Regions from separate parts of the Arachis hypogaea genome. Here region 1 is linked to region 2. Evidence: chromatin contacts called from public Hi-C data. All regions are on one chromosome and are shown on one strand. Each heading gives the region's core, a stretch centred on a gene start, on an enhancer-like site or on the middle of the called end of the contact. The rest is flanking DNA. Distances are from core to core; before and after follow the strand shown. Region 1 holds the start of LOC112801250 (small ribosomal subunit protein uS11-like). Region 2 holds the start of LOC112801245.

Region 1 (6,617 bases), core at 3,687-6,186, 180 kb before region 2:
ATCTAATCTCAATACAATTTAATTAGATGGAAAGAAGGGGTAATGAGATATCATACCAGGAAGACAAAATGTTAGTCTCTATGAGGTCGTAGGAAAAGCAGTTAACAGCAGAGGAAAAGATGAACAGTCTTCTCCTCCGTGGCCATGTGACCTTTCCCACCGCAGTTGTAGCAAACACCACCACCATTGCCTCCTCCCCTGTATCCACCACCATGCTCTTCACCGAGCGTAACAATTGCAACCACGCTGTGGTATAATAGGAGGCAAAGAGAGAAATAAAACAAAAACAAAAAATTCAAGATTTGACGTAAACCCAGTTATAAAAACGGAAAAGAAACCATGAATTTGAGAGAGAGAAAAATGTACCAAGAAGCTTACTGGAGAATCTTTCAAATTTTCTAAATATGCTATCTGTTTACAATGCCCTCCATCACCACCACAATAACGAATTGAAAAATAAGAAAATGGAGGAGCAATCACAAAATTGCAGTGAATAATAAAATTAAGGGGTTATAAATAAGTAAGAGTGATTCGTATGATGTATGGCAGTTAAATTCAAAATTTGAAATTCACTAAAAATTAGAAAAATAGGTAAAAAAAAAGAAAGAGAAAATTAATTGAAATAAAAGAGTGAATAACATTATTGGGAGTGAAAGAGAATAAGAGGAGGAGTTGTTAGAAAATATTAAAGACATTGAAGCAACTATACAAACTGAACAATAAATGCTGGGTTATAATTATATCCTTTTTTCGCCATTCAAATTTAAAATTTTAGGTTTTTGATACTTATTAGGTGAAGAGGAAATAAATATTAAATTAGAAGACGAAGGAGAATTAATTGAAGGAAGAAGTTGTTTTAAGAAGCAAAGTTTACTTGAAAAAAATAAATGATCGAATGAGAGACCACACATGAACTAACTGTTTAGAGAATACCATAAAATGTCCAACTCTCAAGCTCTCTTTAGCATGACACGGTGGATTTCCACTACCTGACAACCCTCTATTAATAGTTTAGTATTAGATATTAAATTATAATTAAATAAATAATTATATTAAATAATTAAATTATAATTAATTAAATAAAAATATAATTATTTATTTTAATTAATTATTTAAATCATAATTAAATCATAATTAATTTAATAATAATTATAATAATTAATTAGATTAAATAATCAAATTTCTATTTAATTAATGATTTATATTAATTATTTTTGTCATAATTAATATTGAATATTATTTATATTATTATATTAAATTAGTCGTTACAAAATTAGCCGTTGCAAAACTAACCGTTGCAAAATTAGCTGTTGAAAACTAGCTGTTACTATGTTACCATTATTATTAATAAATTATATTTTGTTACTCTATATATACCACTTAGATACACTTCTATTCTCACACTTTCTACTACTCTTTTTCATCTTCTTCCAGAAATCAAAGTTTTGCTAATATTATTTTTTGTTTGAAAAAAAGGATTCAAACCAACTCAACTCTTTCTTCAATTACTTACAAAACTTTCCTTAAATTCCAACTACCCAACAATCTCAAACCTCAAACTCTCAAGTTCCAAATTAAAACTTCACACTACCGAATACATTTCAAAATCTAAATCCACAAAATCTTTTTAATTTCAATTGTCAAGCTCCTTATAATAATCAATTTCCTATATTCCAACCGCAAAATCAAAATTCACAAACACCACATTTTCCATTTTCATCCATATTTATCCTGAATGGGCCACATTTATCAAATCAATCTCAAAGCCACAAGGGGAGAAACGTAAGTTATTTGCACAATACCAAGAAGGGCAAAGAAAAGATGTGGAGCGAACATTCGGAGTGTTGCAAGCACGCTTTGCAATTATACGTGGTCCAGCTCGTTTTTGGGAAAAGAAGAAGCTTGCCAACATAATGAGAGCTTGTATTATATTGCATAATATGATTGTTGAGGATGAAAGAGACACTTATGCAGAAAATTTTACTCAATGCTTAGAGTATGATGATGTCGAAAATGGCTTATCACAACCTCAGTTGGGAGAAAAAGATTTTGCATCATACCATCAATTTCTCCAAAGAAATGCCTAACTTGAAAATAGGCAGCAACATAGACAATTAAAAGAGGACTTGATTGAACACATATGGCAATTTCACAATACTTGTCGTTAACTATAGAGCCTAATTATGTTTTTCTTTGTATTAAGTAATTTTACAAATTAGTATAATCCCGAATTATATATTGTGTGTTATTGTTATATATGAATTTATTTAATATTAATATCTTTTAATAGTAAATTATTTTTAAATTTATAAATTTAAATACAACTAAAAAATGAATTAATACAGACAGATTTAGTCTTTATTACAGACGAATTTTTGGTTACCGACAAAATTACAGACGTATTTTGTCCCTCTGTAAAAGCTCATCGAAAATTATTCACCGACGAATTTTTTTCCATCGGAAAATTACCGACGGATTTTTACTAGTTACCGACGGATTTTTCCTCTGTAAATTCTCCATTCATATTTCGAGGACGACAAACTTTCCGACAGATTTTCTGTTGATAATTACAGACGAATTTTCTGACGGATTTTCTGTCTGTAATTATAGACGGATTCTCCGACGGAATTGGAGCCTTGAAAGCATTCCAAACTCTAAATACAGACGGAAAATTCGTCTGTAAATCCGTCAGTAAGGTAAAACATTTTTTTAGATTTTTCTATTGCAAAATAAACCAGTTTTCATACAAAATAAATATAAATTTAATGAATACAAATTTTCATCTAATTTTTATCTAACTTGTATCCAAACATTCATAGTATTTCAAAATAACCAGTATTTGATATTAGCAATAGAACCAAACATGGTGTTTAGTTTTTACAATGTATCAAGAACAAAGACCATAGTACCAAGTTAATTATCAAATTTTCATTGAAATTTTTTTGTTTTTACAATGTATCAAGAACAAAGACAATAGTGCCAAGTTAATTATCAAAATTTCATTGTGAAATTTTTACATAAATACACACAGAGTGATTAAAACAACGCTAGCCATTCTTGATGATATCCCAAATGTCATATCATTTCCATCATACATTTACGCCAGCGAATTCTTCGGCTATGCTAGTAGGTACCATTTTCACAGGAGAGTGCATATGTAGAGGACAGAAATTAATTAAAAATATTGGATTCATCATAAACTATTACATTGTATCAGTATCTTGTTTTATATGGAGATTTTCATTTTCTGTTTTCCTTTACCTTTGTTGTTCTTTTGGTGCAAACTTATCTACTAGTAGTTTTAGCTTCCTATATAATCCTATTTCTACTCTTTTATCACAGAAATAAATATTTTCAGTATTTTGAAACAATTTCATAAAATAGGAGATCATCAGCCGTTCAGTCCAATCATAATCTTGAAAAAAGTAAAAAATATACGGCAGGAGTTTCAAATACCCCAAAAAATTGAAATTGGCTATAGAACTGTTATAGAATAAAGTATCCATGTAATAAGAATCTTTGTTTATAGCTTAATACAATGGAAAGAGAAACACACTTACCAGTGATGCGGACAAAGGTTTCCTTTCTAGACAAATCAATCACATGCTGCAATGAGAAATCACCCGATCAAAACCATCGATTCAGCAAATTCAAATAAAATAAGAACAAGGAGAAAATACGAACATAGTTTACTCACACTAAAAATGTCAATGAATGATGCAAAAATGTGAGCAACACCAAAAATATGCTTGCCCTCTCTAACAGTATCCTTATCACATTCCCAATTGCACAACCAACATAACAAGTTCTAATAATGAAAAAAATAGCATCTTTATATCACTGGAATAAATATGAAATAAAAGAAAAAAGAAAGAATAATAATTAGAATAGAAACAAAACTATAGAATATACCGAAAAGTTTATGTGTATTGAATGTCCCCAATACTTAAGGGTTGTAAGATCATAAGCCCTTGCAACTTTTTCTTCCATATGATAGCCACCTTTAATCAATTCATATAAAAGAAAAAATAAAAAGAAAAAAACACTTATTAGCAATCACAAGAAGATGGTTGAAAATAAAAGTCTTTAGTTAAGAACTTACCCAACTAAACTATATCATGCAACGTTCACTTGATTGAATTTGTAATCCACAATGTGAACATTGGATATTCACAAGAGAGAGAGAAAAAGTTAGAGTGAAAACTGGAAACAGCTCATAACTATCCATACTAATTGGACAAAAAATATTTGCAAAAGGGAAAAAAATAATGAAGAAATTCAAACAAATAAATTTTAAAATGTCAACAAATGAAGAATATATAATTTTTTATTTTATTTTATTTTTTTCACAAATTACCTTGTCTTCCTTTCTTAGTTTGCCCTTCTTTTTTGCAACTATTATCCCACAAATGTGCTTCATATATGCCGGTCCATCTATGCCTAATAGAAGAAAATCAAAAGGAAAAAATGTTAAAAAATATATATATTTAAATAAAAAGGCAAAAAATAAAATAAAAACCAAAAAAGCAAAATAAAAGTATGTTTTAAATAGTTGATAAAATTAATAATGAAATGAAAATGAAAGTGAAAAATTTGACTAACCTTGTGACACCTCTGTACTGTGAAGTTCTTTGACCAAATGTCTCAATGGATTTCCTATGAACAGTTTGCTTACTACTATTATTGTGTCCTCTCTTATTATTCTTTGCAACTTCCACCATTCCATTATTATTATTATTATTATTATTATTTCCATTAACCCAGTTTCTTTAACATTACATAAACCAACGGAATGAAAATAGCTTTATTGCTATAGTAGTATTAAGAGAAAATTATGTACTATGAAAGAAAAATGTTGAATTATCCTTTAGAAAGCACCAGGACAAGATTCATTTTCCTTTGTACATTTTGATATTGATTCCTGTACAAGAAAAGCTAGCAACTTTCAAACAATCTAAGCTACCTTGAAACAACACATTTTCTCAAAAGCAACCAAAGACAAGAATCAAAGCAGAAATTTTAGGCGCAAAAAGCAGGGCATAATGGTAAAAGTCAACCAAATAAATACAACAAAATACAATGTCTAATTGAAGACTAAAACTTTCTCAAATTTTACAAGTCTCGTTTCATTTCCTTAATTACCAATAATAAAAAGGATCGTAGTTAATTTAAAGCCATATGAATTCATGTAGCAAAGGGGCATGCAAAACGTCCCTTTCAAAAGTACAAAAGGAAAACATTAGAATGAGTAGAAAAAATTAATATGATGATGAAGATGAAGAGTTTAACTGAATGTCACTCACAAAAGCAAATTCATGGCCAGGAATAATAGCAGCAATTTCCTCCAACATGGAACCCAGTGTCAGTGAAGGACATCTCCTGAGAAAGGCACATGCCTCAGAAGCCTTGGCCATGGCAGTTTTCTGGTCCTCAGCAGTAACAAAAGGCAGAATTGGTGCCTCACCCCATCCCACAGAGTCATTGCTGGGTTCAATTCTAATGGCCACGTTCTCTACCATCTCCAACCTTGATGATGCAACGGTAAAAGGTGCAATCAAAGGCACGTTCAGTGGCCTGTTCTCTGCTCTGTGCACATCAACAGTGAAAGTTTCCATCAAATTCTTGAAGCCAAAGGTGATGGGCGCTACTGCTGTTGCAGGTGCAGAAGAAGAAACCAAAATAAAAGAAAGAACACACATTTTCGTCATCTTTGGGAACACCATAACCACTGTAATACATCTGACCTACCAAGACCTGCATGTTTATGTCTTTAAGTAAATTGTTGATCTAAAATGATAACGAAAATGATCTAAAAGGATAAGTACAATATATACAATAACGAAAATGATCTAAAATAATTATTGGTCATGAAGTAGTACATACAAGTAGTACTCATCAATTATATTAGGCACAAAACAGTGGTTTAATAATAACTAACAACTTCAAGCAAGGAAAAATACTACCAATTACAAATGTAAAACATGAGAAAACTTACACCCAATTTCATAAGCAATCCAAGAGGAAAGTACCTAAATCTTGTGAATTGGAAAAAGGAAACACAAAAAACAAGTTCCGCTCTTTTCCATCTCTCTTAGGAAATTCATCAAACACATGGCAAGCATAACAATACTGAAGCGAGACAATCTCTCAAGCATGTTCCTCCAATAAAAATAACAACACAATTAACAGGGAAATTGAAATTGATACCTTGAGAAGCTCATTGGCTTCAAGTGTCTCAATGAAAGAGGTTGAAAGATTGGGGGTAACACCAGACTTTCCCACCAACTGGTCTTGAAATCAACTAGAACAAAAGACAAACAGCTACTTAAATTGATTTCCTGAACATAAGGTAATTGCCCATATACAGAGTACGGACAGACACAATATTTGATCTTAGAGTAAGAAAGACAAGAATGATAACACAAAAAAGCAAACTCAACCCTATAACAGTGACGTTGATTCAATACCATGACCATGATCCATTCAGTTTTAACATACACAAAAAGCATAGAATTATTCATATGATATTTTCTACCATTAACAAATTCTGTTAGATGAAAACCAGTGTGTGAAATTACTCCATATATATCATCATTAATGGAAAATCTAATAAATCC
Region 2 (7,001 bases), core at 1,945-4,444:
TCAACCATGGCGATTTCCAAAGAGTGTTCCTCGGCGGCGACAGTGCCGGTGCTAACCTTGTTCACAACGTTGCTTTGCGTGCTGGTGCTGAAGCTCTACCTAACGGGGTCAAAGTGTTGGGTGCTTTTCTCTCTCAGCCATACTTCTTGAGCACAAAACCCATCGGATCTGAAGCAGTGGAAGGGCACGAGGAGAGTCCACCGTATGTGGTGTGGGGTTTGGTGTATCCGAATGCGCCAGGCGGGTTGGATAACCCACTGATCAATCCCTTGGCCCCTGAGGCTCCCAGCTTGGCTACTCTTGGGTGCTCCAAGATAATAGTTTGCGTTGCTGAAAAGGATTCATTAAGGGACAGAGGGGTTTGGTACTATCAAGCTGTTAAGAACAGTGGGTGGCATGGTCATCTGGAACTCTACGAAGCTGAACACGAGGACCATGTTTTTAACATTCACACTCCCGAATCCGAAAATGCTTTGAAACTCATGAAACGCTTGGCTCACTTTATCCTTCACTGAATCTTATAACGTGTCTTCTTCTTCTTAGTTACATATTACAGGCATGCTACTGAAAATTAAAATTAAGGGATGTATTGCAATTTGTGTGCTAGTGAGTAATTTTGCATTTGCCAAAGTTTCTTTCATAATACTCGATAATTAAAGTGATGGGTATGCAAGTTCTTGCCTTAAGTGTTGGTGTCTAATGTCTATACCTCTCAACGCAATTCTCCGTTTGAATTTTCAAATTTCAACTATCGTTTATTTTCTCTTTCAATGTAAGTTTCTGGTGGTTGTAGTCATCTTATCTAATTATCTAATAATAATAAAAAAAGTTTAGGAGCTAATAATTTTGTTAAATTCTGGTTAATATGTAAAAAAAAAAAAAATAAGTTATTGAATAAAATTTTATACTAATCTCATACCATTAAAATTATCTTAATAACTATTTAATGATTATAAATCACAAAAATTACTTATCTAGTATTTTTCGTAATAATAATAGAAACAATGAAAATATTACACCCTTATCTGAAGGATGATGGGTCTATGATTAATAATATTTGGTTCTGATTCCCTGGGCCCCGCCCTAAAGTTTTTTATCTTTTTCCTCCTTCACCACAACAAACATGAGTTGCCCTTGCATCCGACATAAATTTATTTCTGCGTTTTTAATACCAAATTCTAATTATTATTAAATTTACATATTATATATAACTATCTTTAAAAAATTTTAAAATTTTTTTATTTTTTATAATCATTTTTAGTCATTAATTTAATTTTTTAATTTAATAACATATTTTTAATTTATATTTTTAAATATTAATAATTAATTAATAACAAAAAAAATAAATTTTGATAGTCGTTTGAATATTTCTCAAAAAAAAAAAAAAGCTCAGCTTAACAAAGAAAAGATATTTGAGTTGAAGAAGACGACTCATTGAAAAGACGTGATAAAAAAAAACCATTAAAAGGAAAACTTTAGCTAGGTGAATTTGACTTGCAATCCTCTGAAAGTCAATTTTGCAGAAAAAGGGTTTATCTTGGGTAGGAATTCGGCAGATCTTGCGTGTCACTGTCACGTTTTGCACTTAACAATAATAAGTTTTGATATCCCTCTAAAAATAATAAGTTTTGCAATCCCTTTGAAGATTTGTACCAAAGTACATTACCTATTTAATCAAATGAATAATAAGATCAGACTGGTGTTAATTATATTATCATTTTACACTTAACAAAGAGAAAAACTTCCTTTTAAATATATATTTTTTAAGTTAAACACAAAGAAGGAAGCTGAAAGTGGAAAGATATCTATCTATATATGACAACAATAGTAACTCCCTTCAATAATCAATAATGTTTAAAAAGAGCCGGTTGTTACTTCTAATTAGGTGGTTACCGCAAGCAGCGGCAAATATATATGTGAGCCGTTAATATATACATGCGAAACTTGTATTACAAATCAAAATTTGATTGCACCATTTTACTGCTCCCACATTTTGTGCTTCATTACGCTTTCTCCTGCATACTATCATCCTCGCTTGCTTCCCTTTGCATATAGTCTCATCAGTTCAGAATCAAACAGATCGCTCGATTACATTTTTAAAGGCAAGATTTGTGGGCTAGCCAACTTACTAAGTATATGTTTTCTTTTCTGTTGTTTACTTTTGCTGACCGACCAAACACTTTCCATTGTTTGATCTTCCTGTTTTACTCCTTTTTGGATTTTTCAAACCGACTATCATGCCACTTAAAACTATAAAATCAAAATACGTCTTTCCACGCTATTCATTTGTAATTCACCCCATTTATGATTTTTATGTCACTTTATTTGGCCTGCAGTTTATTCTTTCGTTTGCCGCTTTACCTTAATACTATATATCATTGGAAACTGTATTATTATGTTAACATAAATTATTATAGATTATACTCATCATAGTTTATTATATAATTTACCCTGTAGTCCTGTACAATGTTGGCTTAGTCAAATTATTTAAACTTCAGAGTACGTGTGTCCAACTTTTCATGCGTTTAAAGGAAGGAAGAGGGAAAACAATAATAAAGATTGTTAACGTTTAATTGAATATTTAATATTTTCAAGTTTTATCCCCAATTTCAAGAAGAATAAAGGCTTCTGCCTTCTGGTTAGTGTAACACCTGTTCCTGCATGTTGTAGGTCTGATTGCAATGGCAATGGATGGTGTGGAGTGGAACTTCCTTAAAGGACCTATTTCAATAAAGTTATGGCCTCTTAGTCAGAACACCAGAGATGAGATTGTGAAGCGAATAACCAAGCACCTGAGCACTAATAAGTCTATTTTCACGCAGAATTTTGGGACATTGGATATGGAAGAGGCCATGAAGAAGGCCAAAGGAATTGAAGATGCGTCTTTTGCCATAGCAAGCCTTCACCATGAGACACAACCTGATGGTGATGGAAGTTATGCAGTCAAGCTTTATGCCAAACAATGTAGTAAGCTTGAACTAGAGCTTCTGACAACACTATCTTGCAAAAGTAGTAACTGGTGACACTGAGACTTGATGAATCTGACTTTATTGCTGGAAGACCACAATTGCTGAAGGAGAACTCGTATCCAAGATGAAGCAACTTCAACTCTCTGCTTCGCAATCGTGTTTCTACAATACTTTCTTTAATTTGTACTACTTTTAAGGTTATCGGCTGTTTCCATGTTTACTTTGTTATCTTTTTCGGTGTTTATAATTTCATAAGATTGTAGTATTTGCAGTACCAACCCTTTAGTCTTATCTGATAAATTATTAAATTAGTGTAGAAGTGGATATCTAGAGTTTCAGTGTAACTGGTAAACATGCTAGTATGCACTATGCAAGGACCCAAAAGACTCTTATTAAAATATTATGGGACCTTCAACTCTGCTTTATCAATTTCATATTGGAAAATTCTATGGTGTTGACAGTGAAAATCACAATGTGATGCTATCACTAGGTGTAGCACAATAAGGTGGTAATTAATAATGACGAGAATATGAGATTATAATTTGTATGAATAAATCAGCAAAATCTTTAATAATTAAAAAAAAATTGTGTACAGAGAAGGTGAACGTTGAACACTAAAGCACCCCCAAATGAACGTGACCTAACTTCTTCTAACCCAGTAAGTCAGTAACCCCCACGTCCCACCCCCTAACGGAAACTAGCCCCTCTCTTCTCGGTTCTCACAGTCTCGCTCTCTGCACCCCAGCGCCGGCGAGACCGTTCCTCCCACCACCTCCCAGCGCCGCCGAATCTTTCCTCCCACTGCTCCCAGGACCTCCTCGCGGACAGAGAGAGCACCACGAAAGCCCCAGCCACAGCCACAGCCAGCGCCCAGCAGCCCAGCACCACCCTCGCACAGTCGCACCCAGCAGGCCGCACCACGCCACCACCCAGCAGCGTTTCTGGCCACCCACAACACAACACCTCCCACCCAGTCACCGATTCAAGTCAGAGATGGAGCCCGAGCCACCGAGTCAGGTATGTAATTTGACTGAAATTGCTGTTCTGTTTGTTTTTCATTTTCAATTGCTGTTCTGTTGAATTACTGAAACTGCTTTGGTTTGTACTTTGTATTGTTGGTATTGTTGAATATCTGTTATCTGATAAAGTGATAATATCTAAAGATTTTATCTGAAACTGCTTCTGGTTTATTATTATTATTAGTTTTTCTGGAAAAATAATATAAAATAAAAAATTACTTTTGAAGTGATTTAGTATGATTTATCAAGTCTTAGAGGTTCTGGATCTTGATAGGAAGAGATTGAAATCAGTATGGTAAGATAAATTTGAATAATGAGAAAATGGAAGCAGATTTGAAGTATTAGATTACCTCCATCATTGTATCTGCTATCTTTTAATAGGTTTTGGTATTGACATCATGAAGGTAACATATAAATGGAGAAGTCTTGGAACTTGGGCGGTTAAGGTTATATTTCAATTGTGTCATCTGATGGTCACTACTGTTTGATTTGTACAATATGTAACAGATTTCTGTCTACCATGGTCTAGGTATAAAGGTGGACCAGCATTACCGAGGAAGTTGATCTCGCAGGGTGCTGCACAGAAGCAATATAGTGTTGAGGTTCACCCACTCATTTTGGAGTTGACTGGTGCCAGAGATAACAGTGTGTCAACTGTAAAATTAAGCAAAAAGGTACCAACTGATTTCATATGGGGTTGTCTTGTTGGTTTTGCGGTTATGTTGCACTAAGTACAGATGAGTATTGAATCCGTTAAAGTACGACACCTATTCAATTTTAAAAGCATATGTAATACACATTGGCATTATTATGTCAATGATATTCATCTTTTATCCAAAAAGAAAAAATACTGTTGAGTATTTTGTGAGGAAGACATTGGAACACTGACATTACTTGATAGCCTATTGCATGTAAAGAACATGATTTGCTATTATATGTAAAGTTCTTCTATTCTTTCTTATTAGCATATTTTCCAAGGCCATCTACTTTGGTTCTAACTTGGCATAATGTGATAATTGAAATGTTAGACCAACGTAGTTCTGATTATTGCTTTTCTGTTTCTCTGATATAATTTAGGCGAACATAAGGGACCTATATGAACTGGTGTGCAAAATCAAAGGAGTAGAACAGAAAAAGGTGCTTATTTATTTATTTTTATATTTTTTATTATGTGGTTATGTTTTGCTTTCTTTTTCCCTCATCTGTAATCAATAATGCTTTCCCCTTTTGTCTTTCTTTTCTTTTCCTGGTTAAAAATTATGTTAGGCCTGTATTTGGGATTACTTCAATTTAAACAAACATTCAGTGCTAGCTGTTTCAGACCAGACAAGTATGGTAGTATTTTTTTTGAATTGATTGAAAAAACCAAATAAACCGAACCAAATCAAATCGATTTTAATTGGTTTGGTTTGGTTTAGTTTAGATGGTCTCGCTAAAAAAACCGAACCAAACTGAACCGCAATTTAATTAGATGATCGGATCGGATGACCTTTCTCTCAAAAACCGAACCAAACCGCACCGCGAACACCTCTATTTCCAACTACATGGTAGACCTTGACTTGTTTGTTCTGGGTGAGTTATTTACTCCAATCGTTCTGATTCCTCTTTGTTTTTTCCTTGCCCTTCGTTTTCCCAATTTGCTTTGTTTGCCGGTTGATTATTACTCACGCTTCCTTGTCTCTGTCTTTATTATTGTTTTTGGTTTTAATTTTTATGCCCTCAAACTGTTTGATGAAATGTCACATTTATGCTTCCAAATACCGATGGTCTGGTCTGGTGAGTGATAGAATGCACTCATGTTTTCCCTTCCTTTTGATGCCTTGCGTATATCTAGCTCAGTGATGTTGATTGTTCTTCTAAAATTAACTAATTTTAGTTATTTATTTATTTTTAAGAAAAAAGTTGTAAGAACATTGTAGTTTGGTATGCTTGAGACCTATGTATATGTAGCACCAAATTGTGTAGTAGAGTAATAGAAATTGCTAATTTTTGTTAACATCAGGAGAAGCATTATTAAGAACTTTAAAAAGAGGTGGTAATGCGTTAGAGCAGTTAGTTTGTTCCGATGGGGTGGAGATCACGTTCCTACACTGGCCTCTTTCTGTCAGTAGTAAGGATTGCGAAGTCACATTCGGTGCCGGTCTCTCAAAAGTGGGTTTTATTCTGACTTTTTTGATGGATAATTGTTTATACATTTGTGTTTCAGTGAAATATTGGTCAAGTGTCACATATGTGTTGCTCTTTTGGTCTTTCCAGGTCCAAAGTATTTTATTATTCAGCTCCAGGTGTTTTAAAAGGTTGTTTTAGTAATGGTTATGTGATGAATTTTCAAGGTTAGATTCACAATCTCCCACTGATAAAATTCTTAATTCCTGTTCACTTCGACTGGATGGCAGTAGTTAATTACTATATGTAGCAATTTGTATATTCATGATTAAATTTTTGAAAGAATGTAGAAGTTCTGGCTTAGAATTTTTAAATTTGTATTTGGAGGATCACTAACTGAATGCTTCTTTATTTTCTTCAGTTTTAGAATTTTGTGATTAAGAACATATCTCATTGATTTCCATGGAAGATTTGCATTGTTTTGCTATATATTGTGCATCTTTTAAGGTTTTTTCTTTTGGTAGAAAGTCGATAAATTGTGGACTAAATTCAGGTCTTGTGCAAACATAACGAATAAAAAGGGACTGCCCTAAAACATTGATTTTCTTTTCTTTACTTCACTGAAATTGGTTAGAAGACTCAATTTGATCTCGAACTTGTTTGTATGACTTACTAAGTCACTAGCAAATATTGAAGAGCTTCTTAATTCTTGCCTATAAGTTATTATTGAAAGTTCCAATAATAGCTTATAGTAACTATGTAAGAGTGACAGAGAGATAATAGATAATACTGTATGCATTTATACACTATTTTCTTTGGCAACGTGTCTACCATATTTAATGATAGAAATCCCAAATAATTTGTAAGCAGGATTAAACTTGATCCCTTACGTAGGAATTTGTTTTCC

The links. A called contact is a pair of places that touch in the nucleus more often than the background predicts.
Region 1: a contact with region 2 is called in a Hi-C map of an unstated tissue, with 3 times the contacts expected there. The contact joins the promoter of LOC112801250 here to the promoter of LOC112801245 in region 2. A contact is called at or near these places in 2 of 8 Hi-C or Micro-C datasets (leaf and an unstated tissue).

What each region holds. Positions count from the first base shown.
Region 1 is chr5:37,149,206-37,155,822 of arahy.Tifrunner.gnm2.J5K5, reverse strand. It overlaps LOC112801250 (small ribosomal subunit protein uS11-like), which reads right to left and starts at 4,936. Exons shown (of 8, transcript XM_025846953.2): 1 at 4,358-4,936; 2 at 4,103-4,130; 3 at 3,913-4,001; 4 at 3,698-3,808; 5 at 3,561-3,606; 6 at 367-411; 7 at 57-246. The coding sequence starts at 3,990.
Region 2 is chr5:36,967,544-36,974,544 of arahy.Tifrunner.gnm2.J5K5, reverse strand. LOC112801245 reads left to right here and starts at 3,194. Exons shown (of 4, transcript XM_025843877.3): 1 at 3,194-3,986; 2 at 4,518-4,662; 3 at 5,066-5,125. It overlaps LOC112801246 (2-hydroxyisoflavanone dehydratase), which reads left to right. Exons shown (of 1, transcript XM_025843879.3): 1 at 1-686. The coding sequence ends at 515.